Regions from separate parts of the Mus musculus genome. Here all the other regions are linked to region 3. A link is a contact called in public HiChIP or PLAC-seq and promoter capture Hi-C data. All regions are on one chromosome and are shown on one strand. Each heading gives the region's core, a stretch centred on a gene start, on an enhancer-like site or on the middle of the called end of the contact. The rest is flanking DNA. Distances are from core to core; before and after follow the strand shown.

The links. Promoter capture Hi-C pulls out the DNA fragments that hold promoters and counts their contacts. HiChIP or PLAC-seq counts read pairs in DNA pulled down with a chosen protein or histone mark.
Region 1: a FOXA1 HiChIP or PLAC-seq map of pancreatic cancer cells shows a contact between it and region 3. The contact joins the promoter of Iars here to the promoter of Card19 in region 3. A contact is called at or near these places in 1 of 39 promoter capture datasets (the C10 cell line) and 1 of 115 datasets of contacts at active chromatin or transcription factors (pancreatic cancer cells).
Region 2: a contact with region 3 is called in an H3K4me3 HiChIP or PLAC-seq map of bone marrow-derived macrophages, with 3 times the contacts expected there. The contact joins the enhancer-like site here to the promoter of Card19 in region 3. A contact is called at or near these places in 4 of 39 promoter capture datasets (cranial neural crest, embryonic stem cells, hippocampal neurons and 1 more) and 3 of 115 datasets of contacts at active chromatin or transcription factors (bone marrow-derived macrophages, craniofacial prominence and pancreatic cancer cells).
Region 4: a promoter capture Hi-C map of liver shows a contact between it and region 3, with 3 times the contacts expected there. The contact joins the promoter of Phf2 here to the promoter of Card19 in region 3. A contact is called at or near these places in 13 of 39 promoter capture datasets (the 3T3-L1 cell line, the HPC-7 cell line, cranial neural crest and 6 more), 3 of 484 Hi-C or Micro-C datasets (CD4 T cells, embryonic stem cells and regulatory T cells), 14 of 115 datasets of contacts at active chromatin or transcription factors (bone marrow-derived macrophages, craniofacial prominence, double positive thymocytes and 9 more) and 3 of 9 other capture datasets (adipose tissue, liver and pancreatic islet).
Region 5: a promoter capture Hi-C map of liver shows a contact between it and region 3, with 2.8 times the contacts expected there. The contact joins the promoter of Omd here to the promoter of Card19 in region 3. A contact is called at or near these places in 5 of 39 promoter capture datasets (the SN4741 cell line, cranial neural crest, hippocampal neurons and 1 more).
Region 6: a promoter capture Hi-C map of cranial neural crest shows a contact between it and region 3. The contact joins the enhancer-like site here to the promoter of Card19 in region 3. A contact is called at or near these places in 3 of 39 promoter capture datasets (cranial neural crest, embryonic stem cells and pre-B cells), 2 of 115 datasets of contacts at active chromatin or transcription factors (embryonic stem cells and pancreatic cancer cells) and 1 of 9 other capture datasets (liver).

The regions. Positions count from the first base shown.
Region 1 is chr13:49,680,773-49,684,592 of GRCm38.p6, forward strand. It overlaps Iars (isoleucine-tRNA synthetase), which reads left to right and starts at 1,358. Exons shown (of 34, transcript NM_172015.3): 1 at 1,358-1,431. Gm25394 (a small nucleolar RNA gene) reads left to right here and starts at 3,529; the gene lies at 3,529-3,661.
Region 2 is chr13:48,836,980-48,840,754 of GRCm38.p6, forward strand. The region is part of intron 1 of Phf2 (PHD finger protein 2); the gene reads right to left. Among named protein-coding and RNA genes, the nearest start is that of Phf2, 32 kb to the right of the region's middle. Within about 2 kb of position 1,537, at least 11 of the 459 cell types and tissues checked have an H3K27ac peak or open chromatin away from gene starts, as enhancers often do. A contact at or near this core is called in bone marrow-derived macrophages, where this site is marked.
Region 3 is chr13:49,214,569-49,218,519 of GRCm38.p6, forward strand. It overlaps Card19 (caspase recruitment domain family, member 19), which reads right to left and starts at 1,458. Exons shown (of 6, transcript NM_026738.2): 1 at 1,369-1,458. The coding sequence starts at 1,375.
Region 4 is chr13:48,869,528-48,873,068 of GRCm38.p6, forward strand. Phf2 (PHD finger protein 2) reads right to left here and starts at 1,358. Exons shown (of 22, transcript NM_011078.3): 1 at 1,141-1,358. The coding sequence starts at 1,238. It overlaps Phf2os1 (a long non-coding RNA gene), which reads left to right and starts at 1,424. Exons shown (of 2, transcript XR_003950516.1): 1 at 1,424-1,676; 2 at 3,325-3,541.
Region 5 is chr13:49,580,797-49,584,443 of GRCm38.p6, forward strand. It overlaps Omd (osteomodulin), which reads left to right and starts at 1,666. Exons shown (of 3, transcript NM_001360708.1): 1 at 1,666-2,017. All of the region lies in intron 5 of Cenpp (centromere protein P), which reads right to left.
Region 6 is chr13:48,780,748-48,784,516 of GRCm38.p6, forward strand. No RefSeq gene overlaps it. Among named protein-coding and RNA genes, the nearest start is that of Gm36784, 74 kb to the left of the region's middle. RefSeq lists an enhancer at 1-555. Within about 2 kb of position 2,289, at least 92 of the 459 cell types and tissues checked have an H3K27ac peak or open chromatin away from gene starts, as enhancers often do.

The DNA.
Region 1 (3,820 bases), core at 108-2,607, 470 kb after region 3:
TACATAAGTTTCTTTCACTTTGTGCAGGGACCTTTGTTCTATTTCTGCACGCTGATCAGAGGATAAACATGAGGTGAACCAATTGGCAATTTAAAGAATGCAAAGCTTAAAAACTCCAAATATTTCTGGTTAATAAGGATACTCATAATTAAGAAAGCAAGAAGCACAGGCAAACACTGCATCTAATTTTCGACACCATAGGGCCTAGAACTGTTGAATAAAACACTCAACAGTTATCAAAATGTTCTAAAACTCGCCGAGATTTCTACTTCATTTAGGCCAAATCCGTTTTTTTGTTTTTGTTTTTCTGTCATTAATAAAATAGGCACTTATTTACCTAATTAACGCTGTCAATTTATCAAGGCCAAAACTTACTTTCACAGACTGGTGTCAACGTTCTCATTTGTTCTAGGCCGGATCCGAAGGGTACTAAGTAGATATGTAATGATACATAAGCAAAATTTTGAAATGAAAAGAACCATTGCAATGACATTCAATAAAGGGTTCAGATTATTGTCAGACCCTCTTCCCTTCTCTTGCCATTTACCACATGGTTAGTAGTCTCCAGGTTAATATGTACTGTTCCCAAAATAATTGTGGGAGTCACTTGTCAGAAGTTTCATATGTAGCATAAATTTTAGATGCCATCACAGCTGGGAATCTAACTCAGTTGGCAGTGTGTGGCTATGGTGCACAAATGGCCGGCTTATCCACCGCACCATATAAAAACAGGCGTGATGGAACATTTCTGTAACTCCCATTGTGGAGGCAGAAAGTTCTGCAGTTCAAGGTCATTCCTTAGCTGCTTAGGAGTTCCGGAGCCAGCAGGAGATACAAGAGACCCTGAGTCTAAACTAATTTTATATGGCGTCAAATGTCCAGATCTCAAATATACTCACATATATTTAATAATATTCACATATATTGACATATATTTAAGAATACTGGGGTTGGAGAGATGGCTCGGAGGTTAGGAGTACTGGCTGCTCTTCCAGAGGTCTCCAGTTCAACCCCAAGCTTTCACCATTCTGGCTTACAACGAATACATGCAGGCAGGAGACTGTGTACAAATAAACAAACCCTTTTAAAAAAGAGAGAGAGAGAGAGTACTGACATATGGACCCAGGACGAAAGGGTGTCTCTCGTTCATAGGCCAAGACTTAGAAGGCAAAAACTTTGCCACATTGAGTAGCCACTGACTTGCCGGGTTAGGGCTCTGGAGCGTCTTCTCCTTCCTTTGCAGGGACGCTCCCATCCTGCTCTGCAGTTATGCACGGACCAATCGCCACACGTGTTGTTTGTAGGTGTTGGATGGCACACGCTGATTGGGCGCCGCGGAGGGGTTGAGCCTGGCACTGTCAGTATTGCATCACCTCCAGACGCGGAACGTGGTCGCAGGCTGCAACCTGAGCGAGCTCTCCGGGTTCCCAGGTAAGCCGCACCCTCTTGTCCTTCTGGGCCGCAGAGTGAGGCCCGCCCGTGTAACAACCTCCAGACAGCACGAGGCGGTGAAAAAGGAGCACGCTGCTTCTCACTGTGAGTGAGCTGCGGGCACAAAGCTATTTCCAGAGAGCTTTCGTGGAGGGAGAGTAACATTGCAGAACTCAGAGCTGCCCGCAGATTCTGGCCTGACTCGTTGGGTGGAGGACTGAGATCCTTAGAAGTACCCCCTTCACTTAGTGGGACCTTGGTGGCTTATGAGCAGGGAGTTGTGAGAATGCAGCGTGACATAGTATCCGAGAGAAGATCGGAATCTGATTGAGGTCACTGCCAAGTTAGGTGTTTTAAAAGAACTAACCTAGGAGTCTTTCTGGAGTCTGGGCTTCTCCCAACTGTGCTGGGATTCGCGTGTACTTATCTCTCGGTACCAAGGTAGGTAGGTTATGCGCTGCACGCTTGTCCTGGGCTCACAGAATCTGCTAATGCAGTTTAAGCTCACTGTTGGCGGCCCTACAGAACAAACTATTGGGGTTTGGAGGTGTGAAGAGATAACTTATCCGGGTCTCCTATAGGCTTGGACTGAAGGTGGGCAGAGATTATACTCCAAGGTTTATATAAATCTATCCTGTCTGGACAGAAGATGAGGGGGTCGTTGTTGTCATTTTGGCTTGGGACGTGTGCGTGATGAATATGTGAGAGAATAACTTCGTTTTCAACCTCATGAATTTGTTCTCTTTTTTACTGTGTTAGAGAAATAAGCCGAAATCATTGAGAAACTCACAGAATGCAAACTAGTGTATCTGAGACTTGCTCTTTTGTTTCTCAGTGTATAGGTAGAAAGTATAGAGTTGGTCTTCTCTAACTACTAGTTCTGCATCTGGGCTTTCAACCAGCCAGTGCTCATGCTATGTGGTTAGGTCTGTAGTAGTGACATGTACTGTACGTGTACAAACGTAATGTCTTGGTCATTATTTCCTAAGCAATATAGTATAGCAATTGTGTATCTAGGATTTAAATGTATTAGGTAGGATAAGTAAAGATTAGTTAAAATACACCGGCAGATGCATGTAAATTATAGGCTAATACTATGTTTATAAGAGAATTAAGCATCCTTGTATTTGGGTGTTCCAACAGATCCTGAATCCAGTACCCCGTGGATGTGGAGGGGCGTTTCTGTTTGACTGGCTTGTGTTTTGTTGTTGTTGTTGTTGATGATGATGATGTCTTAGTCACTTGTTCCTCTGAAGAGACACCCAGAGTGACAATGAAATGCCATTTTTGTGGAACACAGTACACACATGGTACATGAAACATACATGCAGATAATACCTGTGCACATTAGAGAGATGAATAGTGGATCCCTTTAGCAGAGTTAAAAGAGACGTCAGGTGTAAAAAGTAAGATGATGATGTATGCCTCTCCCGTGGAGCCTAGCCTGGCTTCAAATTGTCCTCCTGCCTCAGCCTCCCAAGTGATGGTATGGTAGGTGTGTGTCAACATAAGCAGCAGCACCCATGGCATTGTGGGATACTTTGTCAAGATAAGTTGAGATCATCTTAAGCAAAGGTTGGTGGAAATAGTGTATAAATAGCTAAACGGTCAGGTAAGACTATGGTTCGTAGCTGGAGTGCATGCCTTGTGTGCATAAGGTTCTGGGTTCAAGCCCCAGGCCCCCCAAAGCACACCTGTGAGCTGGAAAGTTGTGGTGCACAGCACACCTTTGATCCCAAGACTCCAGAAGCAGAAGCAGGCTGGGCTCTCACCAAAACAAATAACAAGCAAACACACAAAAACCTAAAACACTTGTAATCCCAACATTCAGGAGGGTACAGGCCACCAGATCAGAAGGTCAGCGTTATCCCCAGCTACCCAAGGAGTTCAAAACCACCCTGAACTCTATGGGACTGCCTCAAAAAGGAAATGAAATCGCAGAGGAGGAAGCAGAGCTAAAATGTCCCGAAGGGACTACAAAATAAGGAAGAAAGGCTTGGATTGTGTGTGGAAGGAAAATGGGTTTCTGTGCATAACCTGGCAGTTTTACCGGCCCTTCTCCACCCACATCTGCCCCCCACCCCCACCCCCCAAACTGCCCTGTGGTTGCTGGAGGCTGTTGTGCAGGTACGGTTCTCCAGTGGATACAATGGGCTAGAAAAACCCTGTGATTTATGCATGGGAGCTGTTTCTTCTCAGCAGCTGCCATAGCCCGGTCATTGGTACATTGTTCTTCCTACAACGGTCTGTGCTGTTGCACCCCGCCTTTGTATTTGCTGGAACAATAGTGTGGTTCTCAGTCTTTGGAGAACAGCAGAGGCAGCATAGGAAGTCCAGTAAAAGCTCTCCTCTTGCTTCCCAGAAAGTTTAGATCTCATGTTCTTAACAG
Region 2 (3,775 bases), core at 287-2,786, 380 kb before region 3:
TGATTCCCGCCACCCAGCAACACATATGTACACACGTGACAAAATAGAAAATGAACAGATCTGTAAGACATTGTGTCTGTCATTCTTCCCTCAAAAAACTGCAGAGACCCGCAAGATGGCTCAGTGGGTAAAGGCGCTCACCACCAGGCTTGATAGCGTGAGATCAATTCCCTGAACCCAGACGGTAGAAGAGAAGAGACACCTGGTAGTTGTCCTCTGCCCTCCACATGATGCATGCCTGGGCATCAGCGTGCACACACTCGCATATACATACACACAGACACACACTGAATAAAATAAAAAAAAAGAAAAGTCTAGGAACAGCACTAGTGAATTCTATCAAAACCAACACCAACCCTCCTCCGAAACAAACAGATAGGAAAGTAGCAATCTTGACCCATACGCCACCGGCTTTTGGTGCTAGGAATGAATTTAGGGCCTTAACCGAGCTAGACAAGGATTCTACTTCTTATCCCCAGACCTCCTGGTTCCTTTTATGAGATCAATAATATCTTGATTTCAAAGCCAGACAAAAGCATACAAGAAAACAAAAGAACCACAACTCTTATTAATAGTATATAAAAATCCTCAGCAAACTATATCACAAAGTCCAGCAGCATACCAAGAGGGCTGTATTCCACGATCAAGTGGGATTTGTCACAGGAGTGAGCAGATAGCTCAGCACATGAAATAAACCAGTGCTTCCGTCCCTGCAGAGTTCCATCTCACTACAAGGAAGGGGTGTGCTCTGTGCCCCCTGGAGGTTACAGGGGAGCAGGGATCATGTGACTGTCACCCACTTCTGAGGGCAAAAGACAAGGAGCAGAGCAAGGAGATCCTCTCTCCATCACATTTCTGCCCCAGCCGCCATCCTTCCTCAGACGTTCTTACCTTAGATAAACGCAAGGAAGAGCCACGTGATCACCTCAACCCATACAGAAAAAGCACTGGGTAAAATTCCAACACCTAGTCATAATTTTGTTTATTTTTATTTGTGGGGGAGGGAGACAGAGTTTCTCTGTAGCTTTGACTGTCCTAGAACTCACTCCATAGACCAGGCTGGCCTGGAGATCTACTTGTGTCTGCCTCCAGAGTGGTGTAATTAAAGGTGTGTGTCAAAACTCCTGACTCTTCAGAAAAAAAAAAAAAAAAAAAAAGTCTTTAACTCTACTGAGTAAAAATAGAAGATACTTTCCTCAACAAGATAGAAGCCTAACAGGAAAAACTCACAGCTAATATTACACAGGATGATGAAAAGCCAAAATCTTTCCCCAGAAGACCTGAAACAGCCAGGATGGCCACTGCTGTCTTCTACTCAACAGTGTTAGGGTGACTAGTCAGAGCAATTAGACAGCAAGACTGAATTACAAGTCTTCAAGTAGAAAGAGGTGATGTGATCTTTATTTGCAGATGACAAGCTTAAATGTACAGAAAGTCACATGGAAACCACATATATAAAACATGCTAGCCCTAATAAACAAGAGGGGAAGTTGTGGGATGCAAGATTACCACAGCAGCACGGCTGTGTAAATCAAGAAAGGGATGACACACACATCAGGAAGGATTAGCTGTCTGAGGGAAATGTACCTCAAATTCAGGCAAGATTTGTCCACTGCTGAAGCAAGGGTAAAAACTGACTTTACACTCATGTAGAATCGTGAAGAACCCCCAAATAACCAAATCTTCAAAAACAAAAATGAAGTTAAGAGGACATACACTTCAGAACTTCAAAATATACAACAAAGCCATAGTAATCCAAACAGGGTGCCACTGGTACCTAGCTAGCTAGAAACAGACCAGCGGAATAGAATTAGACCCAGAAATAAAAGATCATTCAATCGGGAAAGACTATCCTGTGTGTGTGTGTGTGGGGGGGTGTGTTTGTGTGATATACTGTATGCACATGAGTTTGCAAATGCACGCATGTGTATACATGTATGTTGATGCCAGGGCAGGACATTGTGTGTCTTCTTCTGTGCTCTCTGCTTTACTGTCTCAAGTAGGATCTTTCTTAGGACCTGAACCTTACCATGTATACACTAGCTAGCCAGCAGGTTCTCTAGCCTGCCTCTCTCTATTCCTAATGCCCACCGGACACCCTATGGAAAAACTAACTGAAAACAAACTGATAAGCCCACTCTAAGATCTAAAACGATAAAGGTATTAGAAGAAAGCATGAATGAACTCCTCAAGCCTTTGGATTTGGCAGTGGGTGACCAGATATAACACCAACAAAAGAGGCGGCAGCAGCATCTACAAATGATAAGCTGGGCTTTATCAAAATTAGAAACCTTTGTGCATCTAAGACTGGGTCAAGCAACAACAGGTCGTCCTGGATAGGGGCGGGGCTCATAAAGCCCCACCCCTTCCTGAGGAACTCACTGATGGTTACTGCTTAGGGAGGCAGTGTCAGTCTCTTCAGTACCTTTGATAAGTTGCCCATTCCCCAGTAACCCCCTCACTCATGCTTGTCCAGAAATCCCAATTAAACTTAGTGTTCAAAAAATAAGGAGAAAGAGGAGGGGGCTTGAAACCACAGAGCTTGTTGGGAATGAGAAGAGATCATGCAACAGTGTATGTGTGTGTTTGTGTGTGTGAGAGAGAGAAAGAGAGAAAGAGGGAGGAAAAATTTCAATTTAATTAAAAAACAGGTTTGTACAACAGAGAACGCCGTTAAGAAAGAAAAGTCTGCTTATAGAATAAGAGAATGTTTTTAGATTACGTATTAGGTAAGGGTCTAGCATCCAAATACATAAAGAACTCTTATAGCTCAATAATAAAACCATCTAGATTTTAAATGAGCGAATGACTCAAACAGACATTTCCCCAGGGAAGATGAATAAGTGGCCATCAAGCACGGAAACGATGCTGAACATTCAGGCCATCAGAGGAGTGCAAGTCAGACCCCTCACTCACTCAGCGGGGTGGCTACAGCTTTTATGAAGATGTGGAGAGATGGTGACCCTTCCCTGGTTTCTTCAGTTGAGAGATGTAAAATGGTGCAGACACAGGAAAAAAAAAGTGATTTCCTCAGAAAATCAACATAAAATGAAATACAAGCCAGCAGTCTCACTTAGCTATCTATCTATGAGTTACGGATTGGCATTCTGTCGATGCCCAGTCAGAGAAAGTAGTGAGACTGAAGTGGGCACAGCGTCCACCATCCACCATCCAAGACAGGTGGACAGATCAACAACATGTGCTCACGCACAGAAAACAGTGTTTGTCTTAAAGTTTACACATTCAGCAACACAGATGAATGGGAAACACATTAGTGAGAAAAGTCTAACATACAGGGCCAATATTGCAGAACAACTCACAGATGAAAAGTCTATAACAAGTAAGTCTGAGAGACGGGTGGCAAGTGGGGTGCTAGTGGTGGGAAAAGGGGGGATGTGGGTTTGCAGGTTGATTTGAAGTGATTTTATGGAACACTGGCATGCTGCTATAGAATATTCAACCCACTTTGGAGCAACTACACTGGCCACAGAGTGTTCACACCAGCCATTGAGTGTTCACACTAGCCACAGAGTATTCACACCGGCCATTGAGAATTCACACCAGCCATGGAAAAATTTGCACCAGCTATGGCCAGTATTTTACACTGGCCATGAAGAAGTCACAGCAGCCATAGAGGATTCACAGGTGCTATGGAGCACTCATAACAGCTTTGAAGCACTTTACACTGCCATGGAGAATCCACACCAGCCTTGGAGCATCCATACCAGGTATGGAGGAGTCACAGCAGCCATAGAATGAGCACAGCAGCCATGCC
Region 3 (3,951 bases), core at 208-2,707:
GCCAAGAATGAACAAGGGATCTGTCGCCCCAGGGCTGCCCATCCAACCCTCTCAGACTTCTGCTTTTCAGTCTCCATCTCCCACTAGAAAAAGGTGGGATGCTTAGAAGTGTCAAAGCGCCAGCAAGTAGACTGCAGAGAGGAAAGCGTATTATTGCCACAATCAAGGCCTGCCTGTGTCCTTCCAGCTAAAAGTTCTCCACCCCCACAACTACCTGTTCTCCTGGAGGTGGGATGTCTCATTTTCCATGGGTATCCTGTCTCTACAATGGGCCCTTGGAGGCCAGCACAGGCGAGATCTGTCCCACACATCCTGATGAACTTACTAGAGGATCTGGGAAACCAGAGGCTGAGGCCAAGGCTCCCATTCTGCTCCTACCACTGACCAGCAGGGTGGTCTGGGGGCACTTACCCAACCTGAGATTTTATCTTCCCATTCCTACACAGACATGAGAATATTCCTTCTGCCCCCAAATGGCTATTCTGAACAAGAGTGTATATTAGGGGCTCTACACATAATGCTCAGAAATTGCAGCTCCAAACAAGAAGGGCCTGGAAGATGGGGTCTCCTCTAACCTGTTCTAGAAGTCACCAGGTTGCAACCTATGAGGTCTTATTTTTGTGCATGCCCAACGCTGACTCCAGTTTAGAGACCCCTGGGATTTCTGGGGTTACCTCATCTCTCTGGGCTATCCCAGGTGAACTCTGCCATATGAAGTACAAGAGACTCCCAGAAAAAAAGTGCATCTGGTAGCTATCACGTTCCCTAGGCTCTAAGGCAGCAGGGGTCCCTCGCTGACTCATCCTCTCATCGGATCTTTTACCGAGAGAACTTAGCACAGCAATGTCACTGTGTCCCTCTGGGATCAGGAATAAAGTGGGTGAGTCCCCAGAGCAAAAGGGTTGGGCTGGGGCAACCAAGCCATCCTGGAGAAGAGGGATCCAGTTGTTGGGTCCGAATTCTCTAGACCCATCTAGAGCGGGAAACACGGGCGTCTCCCTGGTACTACAAGCTACCCAGGTTTGCAGCGCCGGTCCCGCCTCCAAGGGGGTTGTGTGCAAGCGGCGCTCTAAAGTCTCAGCAGACTGGCGAGGAGCACCATTTCCCTCTCTCAGATCCATCCCGTCCCGGGACACCGCCCGTTCCGCAGGCGCAGCCGGTGCAGTGCACCGGGAGAGCGCTCACCTGCTGCTCTTCCTCCTCGACCCGCGACGGCCCCCCACTCAGCACCCGAGACCCCTGGCGCCCCCGGCCCGTCGCGCAGAGCCCGGGACACCCCGCCGCCGCGCGCCTCTTACGCCCGCGTCGCCGGCGCCAGCTGACGCCAAGGTCACACGGCTCCCGTCGCCCTCCTGGACCCGCGCCCACCTGTCATGGCGGAGGACACGGCGCCGCCCCGTCGTCCTCGGCTGTCCGCCGCCCGGCGCGAGGGCTCCGGTGACCGCCGCCCGCAGGCCTGGCCCTAAGCCCCGCCTCTTCCCTATAGGTCCCGCCCAGCGACGACATCTTAGCCCCCAAGCCCCTCCCTCCGATTAGCCACGCCCCTTTCTGTACTTCGCACTGGAGACGCGTCAGCCGTGGGGCGGCTCGGGCTCTAAACAACTTCCCTAACTCTATACTACGCGCAGCAGAGAGCTCGGCCCCTGAGGAGCTTCTCCTGTAGCGACGCCGGGAGTCCCGCTCCAGCTAGCATAAGTGACCTAGCGGAGAAACTCAGTACCCAAGTCCTTGTCTGGACCAGAGAACTCAAGCCACGTCCCGGCTCAAGGCTCGCCCCATTCACAGCCTCTCCAATAGCTACCCGGGTCGGCGTCCCTTCGCCTATGCCCTGCCCCTCCTCCCGGTCTTGTGCCTGCTTTTTGCGGAGGTTAGGAGGTTATTGTGAACTTCTCAGTTCAATTTTCTGCTGCTACGCTCTGGCCACCCCACTCCCATCTCCTGGATGAAGAAACCGAGTCTTAAAAGAGACGAGAATTACCCAAGGTCACATAGGAGGTCAAGTCTGGCATAAAAGGCTGGTGGGAGTTCATTGGCAACCAGGGACCGAACGGAAGTCCACAGGGCCTCGACCGGACAGTGATGAATTGAGACTTAACAGAGAACTTAGTGGGTCCTCGTTCTACCAAGTCCCCCATTTACACAGAGGACAAATGGCTGGCATTGCCGCCTAGTTAAGGAAGTCATGTAGTCTGACCGAGCCTCAATTTTCCTAACTGTAAAATGTGTGGCCTCAGGTGATAAATCTTTCTGCCTCCCAACTTGTTTCCCTTCTGTTGTACATAGGCCTGGCTCTTCAAGCTCTGGTACCAACCACAGGAAGGCCCCAAGCCCAGGCCCAGCTAGGAAATGGAGATCTGCGAGGGTCGGGGAGGCAGGACCCTCACAGCCAGCAATGGCAGCAGGCACCAGATTTTGCTTCTCCGCTGGTGCGGCTAGTCTGGCACACTTTAGAGCTGTAACTTGAGATATTGGAACCAGACCAGGACCAAGACCAGGAATGGAGGCCCCAGGTCTGGATGCACTTCCCGGACAGTCCAGGAACCCCCTGGGTCCCTGAGCCCTCCGTGTCTGTCTCTGTCCTCCCCAGTGCTGCAACCTCTCATCTTGGGAGTGAGAGGCTCGAAAGGAATCTGGAGATTGACTTACAAGGTCACTTAGAGCTCCAAACTCTTGGACCCAGTGGTATTGATCAATACATTCCTGCCCCTTGCTAAAAACTGCAGAAAGCGAGGTTTGCTCAGGTTCCCCACCGGCCAGGCAAATGCAGAGTCAGCAGGCAGCTGTCCTCAGCACTAATCTGTGCCTGCAGAGGGGACAGACAGCATGGACAGACTTTGTTCCAGAGCAGGGTATAGGTACTATGTACCTGACCTACATGTGTGCCTGGGCCAGTCTGGGCTAGATCCAAGGGCTACATCTTGCAGGAACCCTGCACAGACCCCATTGGGACCATTCTGAAGGGCTCCAATTATTGCACACCCATCACTGTGTTCTAGCAGTGGGGTGAGACTGAGGACTTCCTGAATCATGCATTTTTAGGCATCCCTTGCCAGACTCCTCATCAGGAAGGCCAGCATTCCACCTTTGTATCTTCCTCTGAACCTGAGGACCTTACTTGGTCCCATGAGAGAAACTGAGGCCCTCACCCCCTTTAGCAGTCTGAGGTAGCCTCCCAACTGCAGGCTACCTGCTTCTTGGCACTCCAGAGTCTGTGCAACATTTGATCCAAGGACAACACTCAAGTTCACAGAGATTCTACATCCTAGACCATATAGGAGTCCCCTTCCCCCTACCTCAAGCCTGCAGGGAGAGAAGACCTTAGTCTGAGACAGGACAGCTACAGGGACACACGGGGCTACAAAACACACCCAATGTCCACTCCAGGATCTACAAGAGATGCAAGGTAGACCCCAGATCTAGGGATAGGCCCTGGGTATTCCTCCTCTTCCCTAAGGGGCACAGGTTGCTGCTTGCCTGCTGGCAGGACCTGTTGACATTTGAATGTGGAAAGGCCAGCTGATGTTGGACCCCACCTCCTGCAAAGCAGCTGGGAGCCTTCACTGGCATAGACAATTGAGCTGGTCAGAAGTCACAGCCTGTTGGACCAGTACTTATGACCATTGTAGTAAAGGGAAAGAATAAAAGCTAGGCTCAGAAGATAACCTGGCTCTATTTTGAATATAGTAAAAGCAGTATGGGGTTTATAGCCAAGGAATAGGTGTGTGGAGGCCTGGCAGATACAAAACTGAGAGACTTAGTTGGTGGAGTGCTTACTTGCTCGCCTAACGTATATGAAGCTCTGGGTTAGATAGAACTCCAACACCAAATAAACTAGTCATGGCAGCACAAACCTGTGATCCAAGTATTCAGGAGGCAGAGGCAGGTAGAGGAGAAATTCAAAGTTTTCCTTGGCTACATTGTTTAAGGTTAGCTGGGAGAGATGAGACTGTA
Region 4 (3,541 bases), core at 108-2,607, 350 kb before region 3:
GACCACAGCTCTTTTTCAAGACTCCCTAAAGATCCTGGATGTGAGATATCAGAAGGGTCTTCTCTCTAGAAGGAAGGTCAGGGACGGTCCAGAACCACACACCGTTCTCTCCCTCCAGCCTGCTACTCGCTGTTAAAAACTCACACCCAGGGGACAGACAGACCTGTCCAGCTTCAGGCCAGCCCTCTTGAGGCCCAAGCACATCCCACAGGCAAAGTCAAACACAAGAGAACCTGTTGGAGCAGTTTAAGCAGGATGATCACCTCTTTCTCCTCCTCTTACTTCTAAGTAGGAAGGGACTTAGGCTCTTAAAAAGTAGACACAAGGCCAGGTCATGGCCACCGGCAAGGGCCCAGAGGGCGGGTTTAGTATCTCCAAGCTTACCTCTTTCCCTCCTCCCCATCTTCCTTAAAGAGCATAAGGTCATGTCAAAACTGGGGTTCCTCTGCCTGAAGCAGAGAGGAGGGAAATGGGGAGCCGAGCAGGCCAGGAAATGAGCGGCCAAGCCACAACACCCCCACCCCAACACACAGACACTCACGTCGGTCTGTCACTGCACTCCCGCCTAGGCCCGCAGGCCGGCCCGAGCCAGTAGGCACGCGGGGTCCCCGGTGGGGTCCTGCCCGCCAGGACACAGTCCCGAGGGGGTTCCCGGGATCCAGCACAGACGGGGGGCACTGGCCGCTACCTCGCTACCGTTCCCCCGGTCCACCCGAGCCCTGCCAGCTCCGGAGCCCGCCAGTCGCGCCTCTCGGGGGACCCGCGCCGGGCCGCGCGCCCGCCTCTCCCGGCCCGGCCGCCCCGAGCCCGCGCGGGGAAAGTTCCTGCAACTTCGCAGGGGGCTGGCGGCGGGGGCCCCGGGCCTGGGCCTCGTCCGGCTCCTGGCCTCCGCGGCCACTGCGGCCCCGCTGTCAGACGACCGGGTCCCAGCCCCATCGCGGCCGGAGCCCCAACTTCCCCGCGCCCCTCGCCCGCCCCGGCCACGGGCCTCGCTTTGTGCGCGGCGGCCGTACGCCCCCGCCCTGGGCACAAAAGGGCGCGCGGCCCGGCGGCCGAACGCGGCTGCGGTGCCCGGCGGGGCCCGGGGCGCGCGACCAGGGCGCGGGGCTCGGTGGGCCGGGCGGGCCGCGGCGCGCTCACCTGCCGTGGAACCAGTCCTTGCAGGCATCGCACTCGATCATAAAGCGGGTAACGTCGTAGGGCAGCCGGCAGACGCAGTACACGGGCACCGTCGCCATGTTGCCGCGCCGCCGCTCGCCCCGCCGCTGCGCTGCCCGGGTCGGGCCGGGCCGGGCCGGGGGCCGCGCGGCGAGGGCGGCGGGGGCGGCGGGCGCGGGCGCCGCGGCCGGAGCGGACGGGGCCGGGGGCGCTCGGCAGGGCCCGCGCGCGCGCTCGCGGCCGGGCGCGTCCACACAATGCCGGCGCGGGCTGCTGGGGCCGCGCCGGGAGCCGCCCGCCGGGCCGCGGGGCGCAGGGCTGAGAGTGCGCGGGGGGCCCGGCCGCGCGCGGGACACAAAGCGAATGGACGCGCGGGGGCGGCGGGCGGGGAGCCGCGGCCCCACCGAAGGGACCCCCGGCCGCCGAGCGGCCGCTACGTCAGCGCCCCGGGTGGCGCCGCCTCCGCCCGCCGGCCTGGGCCCCGCTCCCGCCGCCGGGAAGGCGGGCCGCGGTAGAAGGTGGGCCGCGGGCCTGGGGGAGCCAGCAGCCGGGCTCGGGGGCACCCCGCGGGAGAGGGTGGCCCCGGGACTCCCAGGGAGACGAGCCGCGGAGCCCCCTGCCCCCGACTACGTGAACACAGTTCGCACAGCCCTGCCTTAGCCAGAAGCAACTCCTTGGCCTTAACTTTCTTCTGACCCCGAAGTGGGATGGACAGGGGGATCTTCCTCCTCTTCCTGGGCCCGGCAGCCTCCCTCCCATCCCGAACTGCGACTGAGTTGCTGGCTTTTGAATAACCTCCCCTTCCCCTTCTTTCTAGCTGGGGGCTGCCTTGCTTCCTCGTACGATCCGGTGAACTTTCCCGATGCTCCGGCAAAAGTCAGGGGACCCGAGAGTGAACTGTTTGTTGTAGGACACAGCTTACCTGGGATTGGTGCCGCCCAGGACCCCTTATTACAACCCATAGACCCACAGACCTTAGGAGCGGAGGACAGTCCAGTGAGTCGCAACTGAGCCACAGGACTGCTGGGGAAGACAAGGGGTTATGTTGTCGCTCTCGCCCCTGCAGTCTTGCTCTGAACTGGCTCCCTGGTCTCACCTGTCCTGCTTAGAGCTTTTTTGTTGGTTGGTTGGTTGGTTGTTTGGTTGGTTGGTGAGATATGAATGAGGGTCCTTCTCTGTCCCCTACCCAGGTCGACCCTGATGAGCAGGGCCATATATTTAGGAAGAAAGCTGTCTGCTAGATCTGCTTCCCCTTTGCCTGTCCCCACACAATACGTGGAGATGCTAGTCTCTGCAGATACATTCCAGAGTTTCAGACCTCTGCTTACCTTGACAAGGCAGAGTCCCAGTTATCCCTGCCCAGAGTGCGGCTGCCAATCAGCTCCATTGCTGGCAACTCAGAGGATAGCCTGTTATGGAATCTGCCCTCAACCAACCCCCACCCTTCCCAAATAGGTAAACCCAGGGCCACAAATCAGGATCCGAACCAGGGCAAGCACTGTGTAACCTAAGGGCACACATGTGGCAGGGGAGATAGGAAATTGGGGCGGGGGGCGCAGACAGGTTACCCCGTCAACCTGTACACAATGAATTCATTTCAAGCTACCTGCCTGAACTCCAGCTGTCCCCTTGGGTCTCCTCTGTACTGGATGGTCCTTCCCCTTACAAGGCAAGAAACAGCTGTTAATCCCCTGTCCCTGTCACCAGGCATGTGTCCTGGTGGGGTAGGCACTGCCCTGTTACCTAAGGCACTCTCCCCAAGAGGTGGTGCAGTTGTCATTCAGCAGAAGTGAAAACTGAAGCTCAGAGCAGTTAAATGCAGAAGGGAAGTAGCCTACCAAAGGTGGGGGCAGAGGGAGCAAGGGAAGAGGACACCCCTGCCCAAGTCCCGAACCTGTTCCTCTCACCTCACCTTTCCCCCAGAAAGCCTGTTCTCCTTCTGGTGGGGTACTGACCACTGGGTGCCTCCATTTACTCTCCTTATCTTCTGACATTCTCTCTGGCAGCCAGCTGTGCCCACTACAGCTGCCCCTGTGCTTGGGGATCAGGTACCCTGATTCTCAGAGCCCTCCCGAAGCTGCTGAGCTATACAGCAGTACAGACCCTACCCCAGGCCTCTGGCCCTAACTTCTGTTTGTTTTCTCCATCCCTTCTCCCACCTCCTAGCCTTAGATGTTTATTGAGCACCTACTCTATGCTGACAGCTGTACACCAGCACTCGGCTTTCCTGTTCATCCTGGAGTAGAAAGAACCAGGGATGGACTTAGATCTGAGTCAGCGATGGGAGAAAGAATGAGAAGGCTGAATGAACAGATGAGTCATCCTCTGAGAACATGACCCAGGAGAGGGGACAAGGTGCTCCTGCTAGCAACAAGAGGTAGAG
Region 5 (3,647 bases), core at 416-2,915, 370 kb after region 3:
ACTCAATAAACTTTTATTTTTTACTTATCTCCTCTATGACAATAAGATTCTCACTACTGAGTCCTCAATTTTAAACTATTTTACACAAATAGGTACTTAATTTTTTTTAAAGAGCTGAACAATGAACAAATAAATGAGAAAAATTACCTATTATATTAATTAGGCTGAACCAGGAGGCTTTCCCTAGCCAGCACTAGTATGTTGTTAAGCTTTGAGATGCCGTGTCTGTTTCAATAAAATCATAACTCTACCATATAATTTAAACTTTTTAAAACCAATTCATCTGACTTCTCTCCATTTGGTACAATGAAGTTGCCTAAGAAATCAGTAATCAGAAACTCGCCTATCCTCTTTCATTTTCAGTCACTGCCAAATGCAACATCATATACACTGCTAGCCTCCTTTAAATTTTCTAGAAACACTTTTGTTTGGGGAACAGGGGTTCTTTGTGTAGGTCTGGTCATCCTGATGACCAGGCTGTTCTGGAACTCAAAGATCTGCTTGCCTCTACTATCCAAGTGCTGGGATTAAAGGTGTGCATCACCACTTCTGGTTCTAGACTTTCAAAAAATGTGCTCTAGTATTAGTGATATATTTTCCTACCTAATCTAGAAACAAGAACAACAGAATCACTATTTTAAGACCACAACATACAATTAATAAAGAATTATATTTAAAAATTAAGTGGCTGATTTTAACTTAATCTTTTAAAAGAACTATAAGGGGACTAAAACAATGCTTGAGAAAAACATACAGATTTGTTCTTCTCCCGAGTGTGAAAGCCTGAGGTTTAAGAACAAAGACAGTAATAGGAAACATATGGAAAAGATCGGTAACTAAATGGAATCTTGGCCCAAGTGCGGTCTGCCACATTTCACATACCAATGTCTCGAGTAATAGACTAGATGTTTACAATGTTGCCAAAGCACCGTTGAAATACTATATACTTTTCTTAAATCTGAAACATTAAAATAAATCCTCTAGGTTACTTATAAAGTCTAATAGAAAACACTGTTTTGAAGAACCAAAACTTCTCAAGCTTGAAAGAATGTCTTTCCAAAAAACTCAACAGCTGATGCCAAGAGACACAGCTAACTCTGTTTAACTATGAAAACATTAGCACAAAAATGTAGCCTTGCAGTAAGCAGGCTTGCTAGCTGCAACTCTTAAGGAGGGCTCCTTCAGCAAATGAAGAAAGTTTCTAAATCCATACAATAAAAGGTAGAAGAAGTGACTGAGCAGCAGAGGCTTTTATTCGATCCCACTTAAAGACAAAGTGGACTATAAAATTATTTTGTGTACTGAGCCGAAAGGCAAGGCACTAGCATACATAGCTGAGGGAATTCATTTCTCTTTAAAAGTTATTAGTAGTCTTTATAAGTGGGAAAGCTGTGCCTTTAATCTGTGAAACCAATGCACTCTACTGCATTCTCAAAGTAAACTAGATGTGAAATGCTGTATGTTTCCACTTCTGATTCTTAGTCAAGAGTCAAAGGAAAGCACTGATGTGAATGCAAGCCTCTGTCAACCCAGGAACCGGATACAATTTTGAATTCCACCTTAAATTGCTGAGACACTGGGCTCCAGGTCACAGTGGACTTTAATCTGAAGAATTCTTTGGCATAAAAATGAAAATAAAAACAGTAATCAGTACATGTTGTTTCATTTAGTCTTGTTTGCCTTTCATATTAAGAGAAAATTCTTGCCACACCTCAAACCAAAATTAAGGAGAAAAGAAAGAAGTTAGCCACATAAATCTGACCAAGAGCACAAACATCTTACTTTGAATCCACAAAATTCTGTATAATGAAAAGAAGTACAAAATTTTAATTCAACCCAAGTGTTTTCCAAGCAGATTGTATTTACTTAAATTGCTCCAGTAATTCAAAGGACAGCCCTGTCTGCACACTGAGTTACTGTGGATTTTTAAGAAACTTCGCTAAAGAATTTAGGCATTTCTGATTCAGTTAAAGGATTGCCAATTCATCAGTCCCTGAAACTAGAGCAATCTCAACAGGTATGATGATAAAGTAATTTTCAACTCTTAAAGTATGTATTCTTACTGTTACAAAAGTGTCTTAGGGTTGCTAAATATTAAATTAGACTGCACTTATCATAAAAGCGCAATCGGGGAAGCAAAATCTGACTAAAAATTAAATTAAAATTTCGATTAAGCAAAATGTTTAAGCAAAAAGACCAGCAAGGTGAGTTTAAATTTCTGATTTAAAATGACTCAATAAGCAATATTTGTTTAGATTATTTTTAAAATAAAACTGGACAAAGGGAAAGAATCTTCGGTTAAAGGAATCAATTTCTCTTTAGTTTCTTGGGTTTGTTTTTCTGCTCTTAATTTTAAATGACAAAAAATTTGCTAAACAATTTTGCTAAAAAAAAATGCTTTGTTGTAATTTTTTCTACTGGGCAAATTTCTGATTTAGAATGTTTGTTTTCATTTGTATCATTCCCAAGACAGGAACATTTTGTCTGGTTATTAAAGGATTCTTAAGTTTAAGTTAATTACGATTTAAATGTATTGTGTATGTATGTATGTATGTATGTATGTATGTATGTATGTACGTATGTATGTATGCATGTATGTATTATTTTAACTGAGACACACTTTTTTTAAAGAGCAAAAGACTAAATTTAAAGTTGTCTTAGACAAGAATTAACAGGTACAGATGATCTTTATATCCTGGCTTCTATGGCCTATCAGTAAAACGGTTAAGAGCTTTAAAACAGTGACATGCTACAATGCTTTTACCTTTAAGTTTCCAGAACTAAGTAAATTATAACACTTTTATTAATTTGGATTAGGACCTACATTCATTTAAAAACATGAGTGTTTTTCTTCAAGTAAGAGAAATGTTATGATAAAGAAACTCTTATTGTGTTATTTGCAAAATTCATATTAATGGATAATTTCTTAAATTTTACATTGTTGCTTTGCTTTATTTTTTCTTCATCTCTCATATTTCTAATAGACAATATAAGTAAGAAATATCACATATTGTTATATAGAAATAAGTACAAAAGATAACAGCTAAGTTCTCTAACTTTTAACCATCTAAAGAAACCAGCATGGTGAATGCCTAGAGAAATAAACATTAACAGAGAAAGGCACTGCTAACAAGCCATAACCTGTGACTTAAGTCACTCATTCCATAGATCTTTGACTGCTTAGAGCAAGTGCACTGCACTGAGGCTTTGTTAAAACCTAGAGACTGGGAAATGAGATGACTCACAGTGAGTTACTCTGATGGTCTCTGAGTTATATTACAAAGAACAGGGCAGAAATTGTAGAATATGGAAGCAAAAGTAACCAAATATGCTCAGCAATGACTAAGAAGAGACTCACTGGGTAAAATGAATTAAAATCACTAAAGAGAAAGAAGGTACCACAGTGGAAGAGAGGAAGACTAGTAAAGGGCAGGATTTCAGTGGAAAAATGGCTCTCCAGGGAAATCTTCCTGAAGTGTTTACGAAGACCAAAAGGAGACAACATGAATCCTTCTATCGTCAAAGGCCTTTGTTTTTGATGCTAAGTTAAGCTGCCATGAAGTATTATCGGGATTTCCTTTTCTTCCAATGTCTCAAACTCCTGAGATTCTAATTCTAAAATGTAAGGTTGCTTTTGAGGACTGCTA
Region 6 (3,769 bases), core at 1,039-3,538, 430 kb before region 3:
ACATGGCTACTCACACCTCTCTTGACTTCATTGGTTTGGCTCACAGATCCTTCCAGCTTAGTGGCACCCTAGGACCTTTGTACCCCAGGACCTTTTCATGTTCTCTAGTCACTTCTGTCTGCTGAAAGGTCCATCTGCAAGTCTGAGCCTGCTCCCCACCTGGTGTCAGATAACTAGCGAGTCCTTTCTGAAGCTCCCTTCTCCATGCAGCTCCCATGCTGCCTCCCTGGAACTGGTGTGTCCCAGTTGCTTTCTCTCAAGTCTCCCATGAGCTCCAGGAAACAGAAGCCTTATGCAGCCTGGCCACCAGGATGGGTACACAGTGAGCAGTCGTGGAAGAATGAAGTCATGTGAATGTAATGTGCAGTTGTTGTCAAAGGATAAGGTCTTCTGGACCTCCAGGAGTCACGGGGGCCAAATACTACCCGCGCTATATGCCTGCTTCCTCAAAAGAACCTCAGGATAGCAGCGTCCAATTCATACACAAGCAGGGTTCAAGGCACAGGCCAGGATGAAGCCCAGGCCAGACCCTGGGAAAGGTCACAGTATTCTTGTTATTTGTGTTGGTGAGAAGGACATTTGGCTGCAACTTTTGACATGTCTTCCATCAAGAAGTAGGGAAGTGGGGTCCACATGCCTCCGCTGGAATATGTCCGGGTTTGTGAAGTCTGATCAACAAGAATTTGGGGTAGTGATTCCAGGACAGCCTTTCTGGCTGCAACACTACTAACCTTGTCTAGGCTCTCTGGAAGTTCTCCCACAGAGCCTGGAACTTCCTCATAAGAACCTCGACCTAAAGAAGGTCACCCATGCTACCACAGAGCCCAAGTCATACGGAGTCATCCCACCCCAGCCAGATGTGTGAGCAAAGAAGCCTCTAGATGATCCAGCTGTTTTCATTGTCCAAGGAAGTTCCTAACTACAGTATGCAGAGCCCCTTTCTGGGTTGATTCATTGACTTGCCACAAAGACATGGGGAGAAATAGATTCTGAGGTGACCATGGTCCCCAAGGGACTTGAAGAAACGGAGTGCAGAATGGGAGGAGCCCCACACGCCCATTGGCAAGATCTGGGGCTTAGCTCACTAAGGTTGCTAAACAAAATGCCAGAGGCTGGACCAGTTATTAAGATCAGAGATTGGTTTCTCATGGTTCTGGAGGCTGGGAGGTAAGGATGAAGGCACCAGCAACACCTGAGCCTGCAAGGGTTGGTCTCTGCTCCCAAGGCTTCATCCTCCAGAGGTGGAAACACTGGAGTCTCAAATGTCAGGAGACAGACAAGTCAGTGAGCTGAGTCCGTAAGAAGAGCATCAATCCCATCAGAAAGGAGGGAGTTCTCAAATAATCATCTCTTCTTTATCTCTCTCAGTCACTCTTTGTGTGTGGGGTGTGCATGATCATGTGTATACTCATGTGTGTGGAGGCATGATCATGTGTGGGTTCATGTGTGTGGAGGCATGATCATGTGTGGGTTCTTCTGTGTGTGTGTGTGTGTGTGTGTGTGTGTGTGTGTGTGTGTGTGTAGGTATGTGGAGTCCAGAGGTTGTCATTGGATACCTTACTCAATTGCCCCCCACCTTACATATTAAGGCAGGGTCTCTCACTTGAACCCAGAGCTTGAGAATTTGGCGAACTTAGCCTAGTCGCTTCTGAGCTCTCCCGTCTCTTCCTCCTGAGTGCTGGGCTTGCAGGTGGGCTGCTACATCCACCCAGCACTTAAGCGGCTGCCTGGGACCCAAACTACAGTCCTCTCTCACACTGCTGCTGGGGCCAGTGCTGCTCAGCCCCAGATCTATGCTGCGCTCCAGCTTGGCCTTTGAGGGATGCTCCAGTTGAGCCTGACAAGAGGCAGGAAGGTTAGAAAGCAAGAAGGCCCCCTCCAGATTCGATGTGAGCCACAACCCTGAAAGCCAGACCACTGTAAGGCTTCCACGTCCACCAAAAGTCAGAGCTGGTGATGTCCTGTGAGCTCAGGGCGCCAGAACACACAGGCTTGGGGGAAGTGGGCAGGGCAGAGCGGTCCAGAGGCCACAGCCTCTCTGCTAAAGCCAGGGCAGGAATCCAGAGATGTAGTGACTATGAAGCGCACCAAGGCCGGCCGGCTAAGAAGCTACCAGCTCCCTGTTGCCAGGAGGAAGCCCTTCTGGGAGCCCAGCCTCTGTCTGGGCATGTGTTAGACCTTGAAGCCCAGGGGCGGAGCCGCGGGCTGCAGGCCTAGGCAGTAGTCGGGAGGGGTGGCATGCAGAGGCTGCGGGGTGGAGCCGGGTTCTGTTGCAATTACCCGTAAGCCTGGTGTTTACACGGGGTTTACAGGGAATTCAAAGCATATCTTCCTGTTGCTCTGGCAGCCGAGGCGTATCAAGTGCGTTCAAAAGGGCCGAACCACGTTCGCCAAAATAAGAACCAAATGGCTGAGTAATTTCCACCAGAGAAGAACTTATTCTCGCAATTGCACGGTCTATTTAGCGTGCTTTCATAAAACCTTTTAACGAATCAGCTCAGAACCCTCCCCAACTGCAGGGCCCACCCCACCTCTCGGGCTTGGATTTCCAAACACAGGTAGGCCTCTGAGATTGGATGCAGACCTCCTGCCCAGCACCAGCGAATGAAAGCCCCAGGAGATAGAGGTTCCTGCCTCAGAGGAAACCCCAATGGAGTCGGGAACAGAACATGGCTTTCTAGGAAAATCTAACAACCAAACAACAGGTCAACCCTGTGACACCAAGGGCTCAGCCTGGAGAACCTGGAAAGGCTTCTTGGAGGATGCAATCTTGCCACACAAAATCAGGGAGGGAAAGGGCCCAGCTGACCAAGGTGGAAGGGAGGACTTGACGATCAAGCCTCTGGAAGATGCTGGTGTGGGGGACAGGGAGTAGATAGTTGTATACAGTCTGCCCATGGGAGAGAAGAGGCACAAGGCTTTCGTGCCAGCTTTTGGCTGGCACAGACCATGGTCTTTCCCTGTTGGACATGACTTTCAAAATGGGCTTGAGCTCAGAAAGGAGGCAGGGACATGGGCAGAAGTGTTAAAAAAAAAATCAACTTCCTTGTGCTAAGTGAACCATAGTTCAAGGGTAGAATGCTTTTCTATGCACAGGCTAAGTCCTGGGCTCCATCCCTAGTGTTGCCAAAACACAATTGAGGTGTGAACTAGGTGCTGTGGAATTGACTCTGAAGACTTGGTTTTGGCCACCACCTCTGTGATGGTGGGGAGCTCTTTCAAGAACTTCCTGAAGCCTGTACTACAGGGCTCACCTCTCCCTCCCATGTTGCTCAGGGCCAGTGTTACCTGGCCCCAGCCTCAAACCCACACAGCTGTCCTTTCTGGCTTCTTTGAAGGAAGCCATTATCTGCTCAGCCTTTCCTAACACAGCAGACCCATCGCATACAGACAGATGGGTTTTCTCGCCCACATCTACCCTACTTAGGTGTTTGGGTTTCTCCACCTAAGTCATAAACTCTGGGCTATAGTTTCTCACTTCTCTGGGAAAGACGTCCCGCCCCTCCCCCGAGCTTGGATGGCCCTTCCATGTGTTTAATTTAACCAGCACAATGTCTCACGCAGTGGGCCTGCTTCCTCCCCCACCTGAACTGCCCAAGAGTAATTTCTGGGTTGATCACTCTAATGCGAGCCTAATGGATGGAAGCTTAGCAGAGCGGTCATTTGCATATCCCTGAGGGATGGCGGTAAAGAACTTTTCCATATGCTAATTTTTATTTGCATATTTTATTAAAGCCTCTTTCCTGCAGTGTTGCTGTGTTGTTCATCT